Linked DNA regions of Mus musculus: region 2 is linked to region 1. The links are chromatin contacts, called in public HiChIP or PLAC-seq maps. All regions are on one chromosome and are shown on one strand. The core of a region is the stretch at or near the end of the contact, and the rest is flanking DNA. Distances in the headings are between cores, read along the strand shown.

The links. HiChIP or PLAC-seq counts read pairs in DNA pulled down with a chosen protein or histone mark.
Region 2: an H3K4me3 HiChIP or PLAC-seq map of the SCID.adh cell line shows a contact between it and region 1, with 12 read pairs. The contact joins the enhancer-like site here to the promoter of Copb1 in region 1. A contact is called at or near these places in 1 of 484 Hi-C or Micro-C datasets (CD4 T cells), 2 of 115 datasets of contacts at active chromatin or transcription factors (the SCID.adh cell line and effector CD8 T cells) and 3 of 9 other capture datasets (adipose tissue, liver and pancreatic islet).

The regions. Positions count from the first base shown.
Region 1 is chr7:114,251,062-114,257,263 of GRCm38.p6, reverse strand. It overlaps Copb1 (coatomer protein complex, subunit beta 1), which reads left to right and starts at 2,584. Exons shown (of 22, transcript NM_033370.3): 1 at 2,584-2,658; 2 at 3,245-3,394. The coding sequence starts at 3,304.
Region 2 is chr7:114,312,199-114,318,853 of GRCm38.p6, reverse strand. It overlaps 4933406I18Rik (RIKEN cDNA 4933406I18 gene), which reads left to right. Exons shown (of 4, transcript NR_029437.1): 4 at 3,072-3,375. Among named protein-coding and RNA genes, the nearest start is that of Psma1, 39 kb to the right of the region's middle. Within about 2 kb of position 1,278, at least 192 of the 459 cell types and tissues checked have an H3K27ac peak or open chromatin away from gene starts, as enhancers often do. A contact at or near this core is called in the SCID.adh cell line, adipose tissue, effector CD8 T cells and 2 more, where this site is marked.

The DNA of each region.
Region 1 (6,202 bases), core at 1,335-3,834:
AGTCTGCTGGACAACTGAACAGTAAGATTCCCCGAGTCCTGTAACAAAGATATCATCTGGAATCTAAGCATCTTCACATGTAAATCTATGAGCTGGCACAATGAAAAAGAAAACTAGACGTCAGAACTCATGCTCTAAGCTCTTAGTGTTTGACCATTAAGCCATTGGAGCAAGTCTCTTTAGTCCTCAGCTTGTACACTTTTATAATCCTTGATATACAGAGTTTTTTACATTTAAGTAATTTGTGATTTGGAAAGTATTTGAAATAATATAGTTAAAAAGTGTAAAAAGTCTTATTAAAAATTATAAGAATTGGCAAAGCAACAGAAGAATTTGATATCAGTTAAGCTCCATGCTTTAAAGTGCAAAACCATTCATGTTGCCAGTGGCATGTTCAGGTGCAGGCCTAAAATGCTAGCTGTAAGTGACTCAGTCATGAAGAACCTGGAAGTTTAACGTAAGGACCACAACACTGTGGCCCTAAACTGCTGAGCTTCCTTGTTGCTAAACCTAATCTCTACACCTTGTTTGGTGTAATTTCTTTCTATCACCTCTCAGTAAGTCAAGTGATCTTGGAGAACTAGTAACTGCGTTTGTGATGATTCCATGTGAAAAAAGCTGAGTACACAAAAGAAACATGCTTGAATGCATCTCATTCTCAGAGAATTGTGCTGAATAAAGAAAGCTAATCTCAACAATTCTGTTGTATGATTCCATTTAAATGTCAGGATGGATAGATAGTTGCCCGGGTTAAAGTGGGCACCTGGCTGTGACAGCTGGTGGGCAGTAGGAGCGATCTCTGGTGGAACAGTTCTTTATCTGACTGTTGATCATCATACTGAACTAAACATATTGTTTAGAAGCAAGTACATAAGTGAGATTCTATAAACTGGTGAAGTCTCAGTGAGGAGACATGTCAGTTTCCTGCAAGACTTCCCGAGACAGAGGAACTGGGTGAAGAGTAGAGGGCTGTTAGAATCATGTTGTCTTACAATTACCTAGATTAAAAACATCTTTTAAGCATAAGCCAGACGTGATAGCGCTTGTTTGTAATTTTTTAATGTATTGGATGCTTTGAAAGAATAGCAAGAGGCCATTCTTTTTTTTTTGTTTGTTCTTTTGTTGTTATTTTGTTTTCTGGTTTTAGCCCTGGCTGTCCTGGAACTCACTCTGTAGACCAGGCTGGCCTCCATCTCAGAAATCTGCCTGCCTCTCCCTCCTAAGTGCTGGGATTAAAGGCATGTTGTACCACCGCTGACTGGCCGAGACCATTCTTTTTTTTTTTTTTTAAAGATTTATTTATTATTTTATGTAAATACACTGTAGCTGTCTTCACACACTCCAGAAGAGGGAGTCAGATCTCATTACGGATGGTTGTGAGCCACCATGTGGTTGCTGGGATTTGAACTCTGGACCTTTGGAAGAGCAGTCGGGTGCTCTTACCCACTGAGCCATCTCACCAGCCCGGCCGAGACCATTCTTAAATAAAGAGTAGAAATGATAGCGCTTGTTTGTAATCCCAGCACTTGGGAGGCTAAGGCAGGAGAGGAGTAGATTGGGAGTTGGCCAGCCTGGGCAGTAAGACTAAAATCAAAATTCCGAGAGGTAGCTGTTCTCTGTGCTGGAAATATGTAGCCTCTGGTATATTTTGAGTGGTGGGGATTTGTTTTTTAAACCCAATGTTTCCAGAAAAGAGAATTGTTAGAATAGCTGCATTCCAGGTAAATGAGAAAACAGTTTGTATTCTGTATCCTGCAAGTGAGGTTAGCAGGTTTTGTATACACAGTATGTGTATCCATGTTGTAATCCCAACTCCTCAGAAACTGAAGATCACCTTTCAAGACCAGTCTGGCAATCATACTTAAATTTTTTAATGTATTGGATGCTTTGAAAGAATAGCAAGAGGCCATTCTTTTTTTTGTTTGTTCTTCTGTTGTTATTTTGTTTTCTGGTTTTAGCCCTGGCTGTCTTGGAACTCACTCGTAGACCAGGCTGGCCTCCATCTCAGAAATCTGCCTGCCTCTGCCTCCTAAGTGCTGGGATTAAAGGCATGTGCCACCACTGACTGGCCGAGACCATTCTTAAATAAAGAGTAGAAATGATAGTTGTCAGACAACTTCTGATACTCCAATAACTCCAGTTAACTGAATAAAGTCAGATTCAGGTCACCAGAGGTGTTAAGCCCTCAAGTGTATTTTCATATAACCTAGTCATCTTATTAAGGTCTCTGAAATCATCTGCCTAAGAATTGGTTGTTTCCAGTTTATAAGTGAAAGGAAGAAGAAAGTCTGCAGGACTTTTCTGTTTCTCTTTTGTACAGTTTAGTTCCTGGGAAGACAATTCCTAAGGAACTGCTAACTGACCACAGCGCTTAAGTCAGCTCCCAACTCGCTGGGAAAACTAAAATACTTGTTTACACTGCTGCAGAAACCAACTCTGAGAGAGGAAGAAGACAACACACTTCCAGGGCGCAGCTCAGGGCGGAAGAGGCTTGTCCTTTCTGGGTCTCCGTACAGGCTCTGTAGCTGCATCCTTGCTGGTCTCCCCGCCCCCTTCCACGTCAGCCAAGGACTTGGTGGAGCCGTCGCGGCAGCGGCTGTCCGGACCGGTAGTCGGCGGTCCCACGGTTCCCTCCCGGCCTCCGCCCCTCGGAGCCAGGTAGCGACCTGGGCCCCCGAGCCGCGGGGTTGCGGCGGTCGCGCGGGGTCAGCGAGCCACCGGATGGGGAGATGCCGGGCGCTTGACTAGGCCGCGGCGACGGGCGGTGGGGGCGGGGAGCTGGGCCGCGGTCCCCTGGGCGGTGGGACAGGGGTCTGCGCCGCCTGAGGCCTGACCCTGCATAGACAGAGGCCGGTGAGGGGCGGCCGGGATTCCCACGGGGGACCCGCCACAGCCGAGGAGTCCCAAGGTTCTGCAGCGTCTTCGCTCGCGGGCCGCCCTCCTGGAGCAGATCCGACTGTGTTAGGTTGGCAATCACGGCCCCGTGACGTGGTGCTCCGGGTTGTCACTGTGGTGTGGACCTCGACTCCACAGCTTTGCACACCCTGGGTCGGGGAGTGGACGGGTACGGGGACTGAGTGATTGTCACTAGAGTTCACGGAAGGAGAAGGTGGGGAGAGCTCTACAGGTCGTCCGAAGTCACACGCGAAGAACTTCAGGCAGTTTAGAAGATCACGACTGATTTGCGGAATTTGTCTCCCTTTTTTTTTTTTTTTTCTAATGATGTTTGTATTCATTTTTGTAGATTTTCCTGGCACCTTTCGTCCTTTTCATCTTGTATTGGGTTGATTATAAACAGAAACCATGACGGCAGCCGAGAACGTGTGCTATACGTTAATTAACGTGCCAATGGATTCAGAACCCCCTTCGGAAATCAGCTTAAAAAATGACCTGGGTAAATAGTTTCTTAACTCAAATAGGAATTATTTTAATTGATAGATTAAAAACGTAAAAGATGGACAAATTAATATGGTGTTTTTTAATACATATCTATATGGTCTGATATTTAAATCCTGTCAAATATAATTATCTCAAACATTCATCTTTTCTTCATAGTGAAAACATTTCACATTCTTTCATAGAGATTTTTTTATTTTTTTGAGATTTTAAAAATATATATACAGTATATAGTTATTAATTGTAGTATACAGTGTCATACCTGAACTTTTTTATCTTGTACTCAGCAGCCATTGACCAATCCGCCTCTCCCAGCCTTCCTTCCTTCTTACTCTCCTAGGCTCTGTGAGCCACGGTCCTTTTTTTTTCTTTTTGTTTTCCTTTTTCCTTCTTAAATAAAGCCTTACTCTTTCCCTAGGTCAGCCTGGAACTCACTAATAGGCCAGGGCAGCCTCCAACTTATGTCAGGTCTTAGTTCAGCCTCCAAGGGTTACAGGTGCAGGCCACTATTCACCTTTTACTTTCAACTTCTCTGATGATGTAAGTTAATACTTCATAAAATGTTTCTACTCTCAACCTCCTTTCACCTGAGGAAGTTTCTTATTTATTATGTGTGTATGTGCACAAAAATGTGCTAGTCATGTATGTATAAAGTGAATTTATATGTGAGGCCAGGGGTAAACCTTAGGTGCCTCCCTCAATCATACTCCACCTTACTTGTTTTTTTTTAGACTTTGGATTTTTATAAGATTTATTTTTAATTGTGTATATGGGGAGGTGCCCGTGTGTGTAATGCTCAGGAAGGCCAGCTGTGTAGGCTCCTCCTGGAACTGGGAGCCACTCGATGTGGGTTCTCTGCAAGCGCATTATGTGCTGTTAGCCACTGAGCCGTTTCCAGTTCTCAGTCTTATTCTTTACTATTTATTAGTGGGAAGTGGGGAGACAAACATGCATAGCACCAGTGTAGGTGTCAGCTCTCTCCTACCATGTGGGTTTTAGGCATTGAACTCAGGTGGTCAAGCGTGGCAACAAGTGCCTTTTACCTGCTGAGCATGCTCAGTGGCTCCCTTCACATGCTTTTTAGACAAGGGATCTCTCACTGACCCTGAAGCTTGCTGACTTAACTAGACTAGCCGGCCAGCAAGTCCTAGCGATCCTCTTGTTTCCGCCTCCCCTTAACGCACTAAGGTTATAGGCGTGTGCTATGCCTGACTTTTACATGGGTGTAGAAATTGAACTCAGATCCTCAGTGCTTATGTGGCCAGCACTTTACTTACTGAGCCATCTCTCCAGACAACATTTTTTTTTTATTTGTCTTATTTTTTGAGTCAGGGTTTCTCTGTGTAACAGCACTGGCTCTCCTGGAACTCACCTTGTAAACCAGACTGGCCTTGAACTCAGAGATCTACCAGCCTCCTAAGTGCTGGGATTAAAGATGTGCTCCACTATGCCCCGCCCCATACAAAGAATACATTTTTAATCATACATTATGATAGTACAATTCAATCACAGACTAATTTGATGACCATAGGAAAACAAAAAACCTTGTAAGTATAGTAAAAGCATTGCAGCTCATACCATACAGTTTGAGATCTGAGCTGAGGTGCTTCAAACATTATTTGGTGTTATGTGTTATAATATAATGTAATGTAAACATGTCATGTGCTCAAAACCAAGACTGCATCAAAGTCATACAGTGCAACACAGGCAGATGTTACCAGAAATACTGGATTTTGAATTGTGTGGTGTGTGTGTGTGTGTGTGTGTGTGTGTGTGTGTGTGTGTATGTGCTTAGAAACTTTTTGCTGATGCCAAATTCTATGTTCAGTTGTGGTACCCCAAAATGAGTGACTCTCGGTGTAAGAAGCTAGGATTAGCGGCTGGATAGCAGTTAAGAGCACAAGCTTGTCTTCCAGAGGACCAGGGTTTAGTCCCTAGCACCCACGTGATTGCTTACAAACTGTAATTGTGGTTCCAGTGGATATGATGCCCTCTTCTGGTCTCCCAAGAGCACTACATGCATATGATCCACAGACACACATTCTGGGAGAGACACCAATACACACAAAATATAAAATAATTTTAAAGAAAGAAGGAGCTGGGATTAGGCCAGGAAGATGAGTCAGAAAGTGGAAACCTTTACCACCCAAGCATGACAACCTGAGTTAGGTCTCTGGAACTCATGATGGAGAGAAACTTAGCCTGAAAGTTGACCTCCGTGTCCATGCTGTAACATATGTGCCCATGCTTACTTACACATATAAACACAAGGTAGTTAAATTTTAAAAAGACAGCTTGAATCCAAGTAAATGTTGATAGTTGTAGTGAAAATTGAGAAATCAAAAGAGACTCATTTATATTTCACATTTGCTTATAGTTAAAAGTGCTTAATTTTTCTAGAGTTTTGCTAAATATTTTTTATAAGTTATGTATGCTTGTATGTGAATATGTGTACATTAGTGCAGGTCCTCTCGGTAAGAAGAAGGTATGTCTAATCCCCTGGAACTGGAGTTCTTGGTGGTTGTGTGCTGCCCGATGTGGGGGTTAGGGACAGAGCTCGGGACTTTTTTTTACGTACCTTAACCTGTAAGCCATTGATCTCCAGCCTCCCCTCTAGAATTTTTGAGAATGTCTTTAGTAGACCTTTTATCTTAAGAAAAAGGAATTTTTTTTCCCTTTAGACTTGTAGAATTGGTTTATAGAAATAGGATAATAGCCCAGCCTAATAAAGCTAAAGAAATAAAATCATTTAATTACTTGTTCTTCAAAACACTATAATTTCTTGCATAGTTTAATGTATGATACT
Region 2 (6,655 bases), core at 29-2,528, 63 kb before region 1:
GACACATACACACATATAGTAATTTTTAAAAATTTTTTGAAACAGTAATACCATTGTAAAATGTTCATATGATACACTTTGGTCCCATCAACCCTCACTAGAGCCCTCCAACCCTTTATTCTCTCCCTCCCTGATCAACTTCCTCTTCAATACATCTTTTTATTTCATGGTGTGATCATTTATTTGTTACTCTAAAATACTCTTATTCTGTACTGAACTCTGACTTAGAAGTAGATACTCTTGGCAGCAACATCTGTGGCCACTCACTTCTCATTAAAAAAAACAAAACAAAAACAAAAAACAAACCCATAAAGTTCTTCTTCCAGTCCAATGAGTTTCTGACAGCTGATGGCTGAGAAGATACTCAGCTTCATCTTGAGGTACCAAACTCCCAGCAGGTCTGTCTGTCTGTCTCTCTCTCTCTCTCTCTCTCTCTCTCTCTCTCTCTCTCTCTCTCTGTGTGTGTGTGTGTGTGTGTGTGTGTGTGTCTGTCTGTCTGTCTGTCTGTCTGTCTGTCTGTCTGTCTGTCTGTCTCTGTCTCTGTCTCTGCCTCTCTCTGTCTCTGTGTGTGTCTTTGTGTCTCTCTCTCTGTCTCTGTCTTTCTGTCAGTCGTCTCTCTCTCTCTCTCTCTCTCTCACACACACACACACACTCACACACACACAGGTGAAAATGGGGGGGATACATTGTCTTTAAAATCTTTTATGTACATGTACTTATTTACTGGGGCCAGGGCGGGGCACATGTGGGGCACAGTTCTGTCTGAGGACTCCTTACAGGAATCAGTTCTCCTCTTCCCTCAGGTAGACTCGGATGCCAGGCTTGTTTGTATGGATCTTTACCCAGAGGCACATCACTGGCCTCACGTCTTTCAGTAGATCATGTTTAACAGTTTTCAGAAAAGACAGTTTTCCAAAGTCTGTGCATTGAATTTGAACAGAGTAACTTACTCCTTCTGAGTCCGTTTCTTTTTTCAACTCTTCAACTAGTCCCATGCTCATAGAATTCTAAGATAATTAAATAAATCTAAACCACTTAGCAGATATTTGGCGGAACGTAGGTGTTCAAAGATGCACCCTTTTGCAGATGGAACCCCACACAGACTGCACAAACACCTTTGTGAGGCAAGGCCTCCAAAGGGCAGCACCGGAGCGTTTAACATGCAAAGCCTTGGACCTGTATCTGACTCTTTTGCATGTAAGCACTTACACCCAGCTGCTGTCAGCTCTTGTTTCTTGCCAGCTAACCGCCACCCTCTCCCCCAGCCTTTTCTACTTCCTGTTTACGTAGATTGCTGCTTCCTGGCTGAGGGAACTGAAGAGTTTCTGCCAGACTGGCTTTCCCCTGGACCCAAGCTAAGAATGCCTTCTTTACTTTCTTCTGGTTCTTGTAGCAAAGCCATCCCATTAAGGAGGAGCAAACTACTTCTTGAGCAGTTCCCAGCTAAGCAGCCGGGGCTCTTTCTGGCTCCTGAACTGACTCAGACAGACATTAGTCTTACTGTTTCTGGTGTAACAAATGCAGAAACTTGTCCCTTCAAGCTATTAGCTCAGCCCTCACTTAGAACTAGGATGACAGTATGTTGCCAGGTCCTGCTTTTTCACCTAGGTCCTGCAGATCTGCACTCGGGTCCTCATGATTTCACAGCAAAGGTTCTTACCCATTGAGGCATCTCCCCAGCACAATAATGGTTATTCTAAATGCCCTTCTCTGAGCGTTAACCAATGGGTAATTTGGGGAGGCAGGAATGAAAGGTATCAGCCATATCAGGAATGAAAACCTATTCCTATAGTCTCAACTACTGAGAGCCCGAGACAGAAAGATCGTTTGAGCTCAGGAATTTGAGGGTAGACTGAGAAATATAGCAAGGCACCCCATCTCATAAAACAAAACAGGAAAAAAAATAGATGTGGCTTTGATTTTATTCTGCTCTTTGCTGGCACAGTGATTCCCTTAGGCACAGCAACCTATTCGCTGCCAGCTTAAATTTTTTCAAGTTGTTATCACCTTTACAGAATCAAATGTGGGACTTGGCTTGCTTTGCAAGTAGCACATTGGCTTTCTCTAAGCCAAGCATTCACATAGCAAGGCAGACTCTGAGAAGACAGCCTGACTCTGTAGGATCTTTGGAAGCAATGATTCTCAAAAGCACTGCACCACCTCCTACCTCGTCACCACCACGGTCAGGGCTTCCTTTTCTGCAACAGCTACTGCTATGTAGGGCCCAACCAGCTCCATTTCCAGCAGAACTCTTGACTTCCTCTCTGATGACATTCTGTCTGTGGTTCAGATGACTGTTTAGAGAGTCTCATTTCTACTCTAATGACTCCTGTGTTACTCACTCACTGAGTGAGATACAGTTCACAATCTCTTTTGTTCTATAACCATTGTGCTTACAAAGGCCCTAATGAGCATCCGGTAAAAAGCAAGACTTTGAAAGAACTGATTGACTGCGGGAAACTAGGACAGAACACTCCAGTCGTGGAGCTGATGGTTAGATTCCGGTCTAATGATCTAATGTCACCATTACGACACTCTGTTTTGACATGGTAGATTTTAACCAAAGAAAGTGAATGAATACAGCCTGTTTTTCTTTTATCCATGATAATTGTTTATAGTAATAGCACCATGATCATGTTTTCTTAACATATGCATAATTGTAGTAAGAAATAAAATAGACCAAATGATTTAGTTTATATCTTAATTGCCAAAAAAAAAAAAAAATCCAGAGAAAGGATAGCTCAGGGCTTTATAAAAATATGATGTGTAATTTTTAAAATTGTAAGTCTAGTGTTGAAATCAGAAGTGGTACAAAGTTGAATTCTAATGTGTTGCATCTTGAAATCAGGTTCTACTATTGGAAAATTGCAAATATTCAGAATCTTTTATATTAAATGATAAAGAATAGTTATGTAATTCATTTTCGTAAAGTCTGTGAAAGAAATACATTGCCAATCACATTTGATACGTGTAGTAATAAAACTATATTATTTGAAAGAAATGTTATTATCTTTCTTGCTAAAATTATATTTTCCTGGGTATTACAAATCATATCTTTTATGTGTTTATAGTCTCAACATGATTTTGTAAGTGTCATATTTAAACCATAACAGAGAAAGCAATGTGATCATGGAAATGGAAAAGGTGGAGACTGGAATGACTCCATATCAGGACTCAACCTGTCACTACTGACTTTGAAGATGGAAGGGACCTAAAAGACAGAAGCAGTAGGTGGCCTCTAGAGGACAGAAAAAGTAAGGAAGAGTTTGTTTTCTCCAGAGCCTCTAGGAAGGAGTTGGGCCCTGTGGACAACCAACTGGATGTTAACCTGTGTAACAGCTCTGATCTGCCAGCCTATAGAAGAGTAAAATGATGAAAAAATTGTGTGGCTGAAGAATCAAGTTCATGATAATTTGTTATGGCAGCAATAGGAAGCTAATGCAATGGACGGTGGTCAGTCATTGACTTCCTATGCAAGACAGCATGTGTATCTATGAGGGCAGTGCCCAGGAAGTCAGGCTGTGGAATTCCGTGTCAGAGAAGCTGGGGAGGTGAAGGCAAACATTCCAATGCTGAAAGTGGCTCCATGCCGTCTCTCTGATCTGTTCTCATTTCTCGGTTCAGCTGGAGACGATCACTCTTTACTCTCCAGGCCTGCACAGGTAGGGCAGTAGGAAATGTGGACAAACTCCCAAATAAGCCTTTTGGAATTTTCCTAGCCAGTCCCTCTGTGTTCTTGGAAACTAACAGAAGCTCCCACTCCTCAAGTTTAGTCCCTGATGGGGAAGACTGCAAGACTTCCTGACACGCAATCAGGGTGCCTCTGGTATAGAAGATAGGACTCTAACATACATGCGAGTACCTATCTTCCTTATAGATACCTGGAAACTCCGTGTGCTTTGCTTACTTTCTTGGAGCCAAAAAGAAAATACCAGACAAATACTGTTCCTAGTATGCACAAAATTACCCTCTGAGTTTTATAATCACACTTCACACATAACATACACACAGTATATAGACTGCCTTTCTTTTACTCGCCATGATCCCATAAAGTAAATCTTTTTTATCTCATATATAAAAACCTTAAAGTCCACAAGAATTAAAAAGCTCATCCCTCATAATACAGCTAACAAGCAGTAACCTAGATCAGTCTTTCTCCAAGGCCTGTATACTTTGTTCACCACACAACCCACTGTCTCAGCTATACTATACTAATTCTAGTTCCCAGGGGCCTCCAGATCTCAGAGTGCCCCTCAAACAGGGCTGAAATCTGGACAATTCAGGAATCGATAATATTTTCCCAGTCCTAACTTCCCGCTAAAATTGCCCCCTGAGAGACAGTCCCTTCTTGGGCTCCCAGTCCTATGTATCCATTTCTTCCTGGTTTCTCATCCTTCTCTTCATCCCTGTTTCCTCTCAGGTCTCATTTGCTGTGATAGGGGGAAGTGCAACACGGTGGACTTACATCTTGGCAAGGGCAAGATCCAAGACAAACATGTCCCCAAATGAAAAGGATTCATTTTTACAGCCAGCAAAAAGAGCATGAGAGTTATTTATAAAGCAGTGGTCTCCTGGAGCAGAAGCACCGTGTGGATTTCATTCAAGGAACCTATATGTATTTTTATAGGTGCTGGTCTATTCCTGAGCATGCTCAGTTCCAAGTCCTAATTTAAGAAGGAACAGTAGCAGTAGTAGATGTATTTTGGGCATACTTAGCTCATGGAAATGGAGTACAGCATGTGTTGAAAAGATTAAAATGGTTTACACAAGAGTCACTAGACACGCTTACTTCTGTCCTAAGGAAAGGACATACCATGTTTGTCCGTTAAGGTACCGGCCTCACTTAGCAACTAACAGAACGGGGGAAGGGGAATGAGATGTCATAGAGGGCCTAGGCTAGGAAGATTAGGGGATAAGAATTCAGAGCCCTATTTGCCATGCACAGTACAGTGTGCCTAGCAAGTATGCAGCTCAGTTACCAAGATGGTGTTACATCCCAAGCATCCTGCCTCCTGCTTCCTCTTTTCTTATTCCTCCACCCAACTCTTGCATGGGGTACCCAGGTCCATCTTACCAGAAGAGGTAAAGGAAAGTCGCAGGAGAGGATAAAATGAACAGAGGCAGAGACAGAGGATGGAATAATTGCCCCGTTCAGTTTCCTTTCAGTCCCTTGGCTGCTGCTCTAAAGAGTTTTTCCCCCAATCCTGTCGGTCCTGCCATGTGCCCCAAAGTTCCCATTCTGTCATCAGCCTACACCAGTGTTTTTCCCCTGGGGAAGAAAGACACTGTTGTAGTTTAACTCTGAAGTACCCCACCCACCACCAAAGTCTTCAGTATTGGAAGACTTGGTCTCCAGCTGGTGTATTCAATCACTGAGAGATTGATGGAGCACGTGGACTCTGACTTAATCAGTGAATCAGTCCATTGGTGATGGCGTTACTGAGAAGTGGTACTTTTGAAGGCGGGTACTAGTTAGACAAGTAGGTCACTGGAGTCATATGCTTAGGATACATGTTGTCCCTAGCCTCTTCCTCTGTTCTCTCTGTTTTCTAACAGCTCTATTCCATCAAACTCTTCCAGTATGATGTTCTATCTCATCACAGGAACTAGGTGACTATAGGCAGTAACCTCTGACACCATGAACCAATATTATCCCAGGTATTTGATAACAGCAAGGAAAAGTATGGCTACCAAGGTATCACTCTGGGCATTCATTTGACAAGCATGTACACCAACTGTATGCTGGACTAGTGATTCAGAGATCAATAAGAAAGATGTCCCCACTGTACTCTCACAGGAGCCAAGTCTTATGCAGTGGCCATGAGACCCTTCCAAACTGAGTCAGCTGGATTGCTCTGAGATATTATGAGGTCTAGGTTTTGAAACAGATTTATACTTTTGCTTCACAACTTCAACCCCAAGTATATGCTTATCTTATACAGTCATAGATTGTCACACAGGGAAGAGTGAACATTTCATCTTGGAGGGCCAATTCTGATCAATGTAATGTGGTTGCCCTGAGTCTTGTACTGAGGAGATTATAAAACTCCATGTGTGCTCTACTGGAAAGGCAGCTAAGCTAAACTGGCAATGCCAGACAGTGTAAGAGAAAGGCAAGACAAGGGTGCTACATATTGCTGTCTCAGCTTTTATGTAGAATATTTTCATCTCACTCTTGTTTTATACTTGGTCATTTCTCAGTGGTGCCATGAGTTCTAGGAATGCCAGGATAGCCTGGAAGGAGGAAGGACAGAGACTGAACTCTACTGAAAGGGAGCATGGTAAAACACAGCAGAAAACAGCAGACTCCGGGAGGCATGGGTTTGGAACTGGACACCACACCCTTCTATAGACTGAGCCTGGATGTGTCCCAGGTCTTTCTTGTTTTTTGAGTGACTTGTGCTCTGCACATACAGCCATCTTATACTTAGGAACACTACTACCCGACACTTTAGGATTACAATTAGGGTCATTTAAAAAAAAAAAAAAGGAAACCACCAATGAAAACACAAAATAGGAGGCCCTGCAGTAAGTAGATGCAAAAAGAATCTCATTTACAGGCAAGAGCTGAAACAAAGCAAGCCATTGCTTTTCTCTAGCTCAGCTAGGAATACACACATTGAACAACTCTGCACAGGACTGTGCTTTGAGCTGA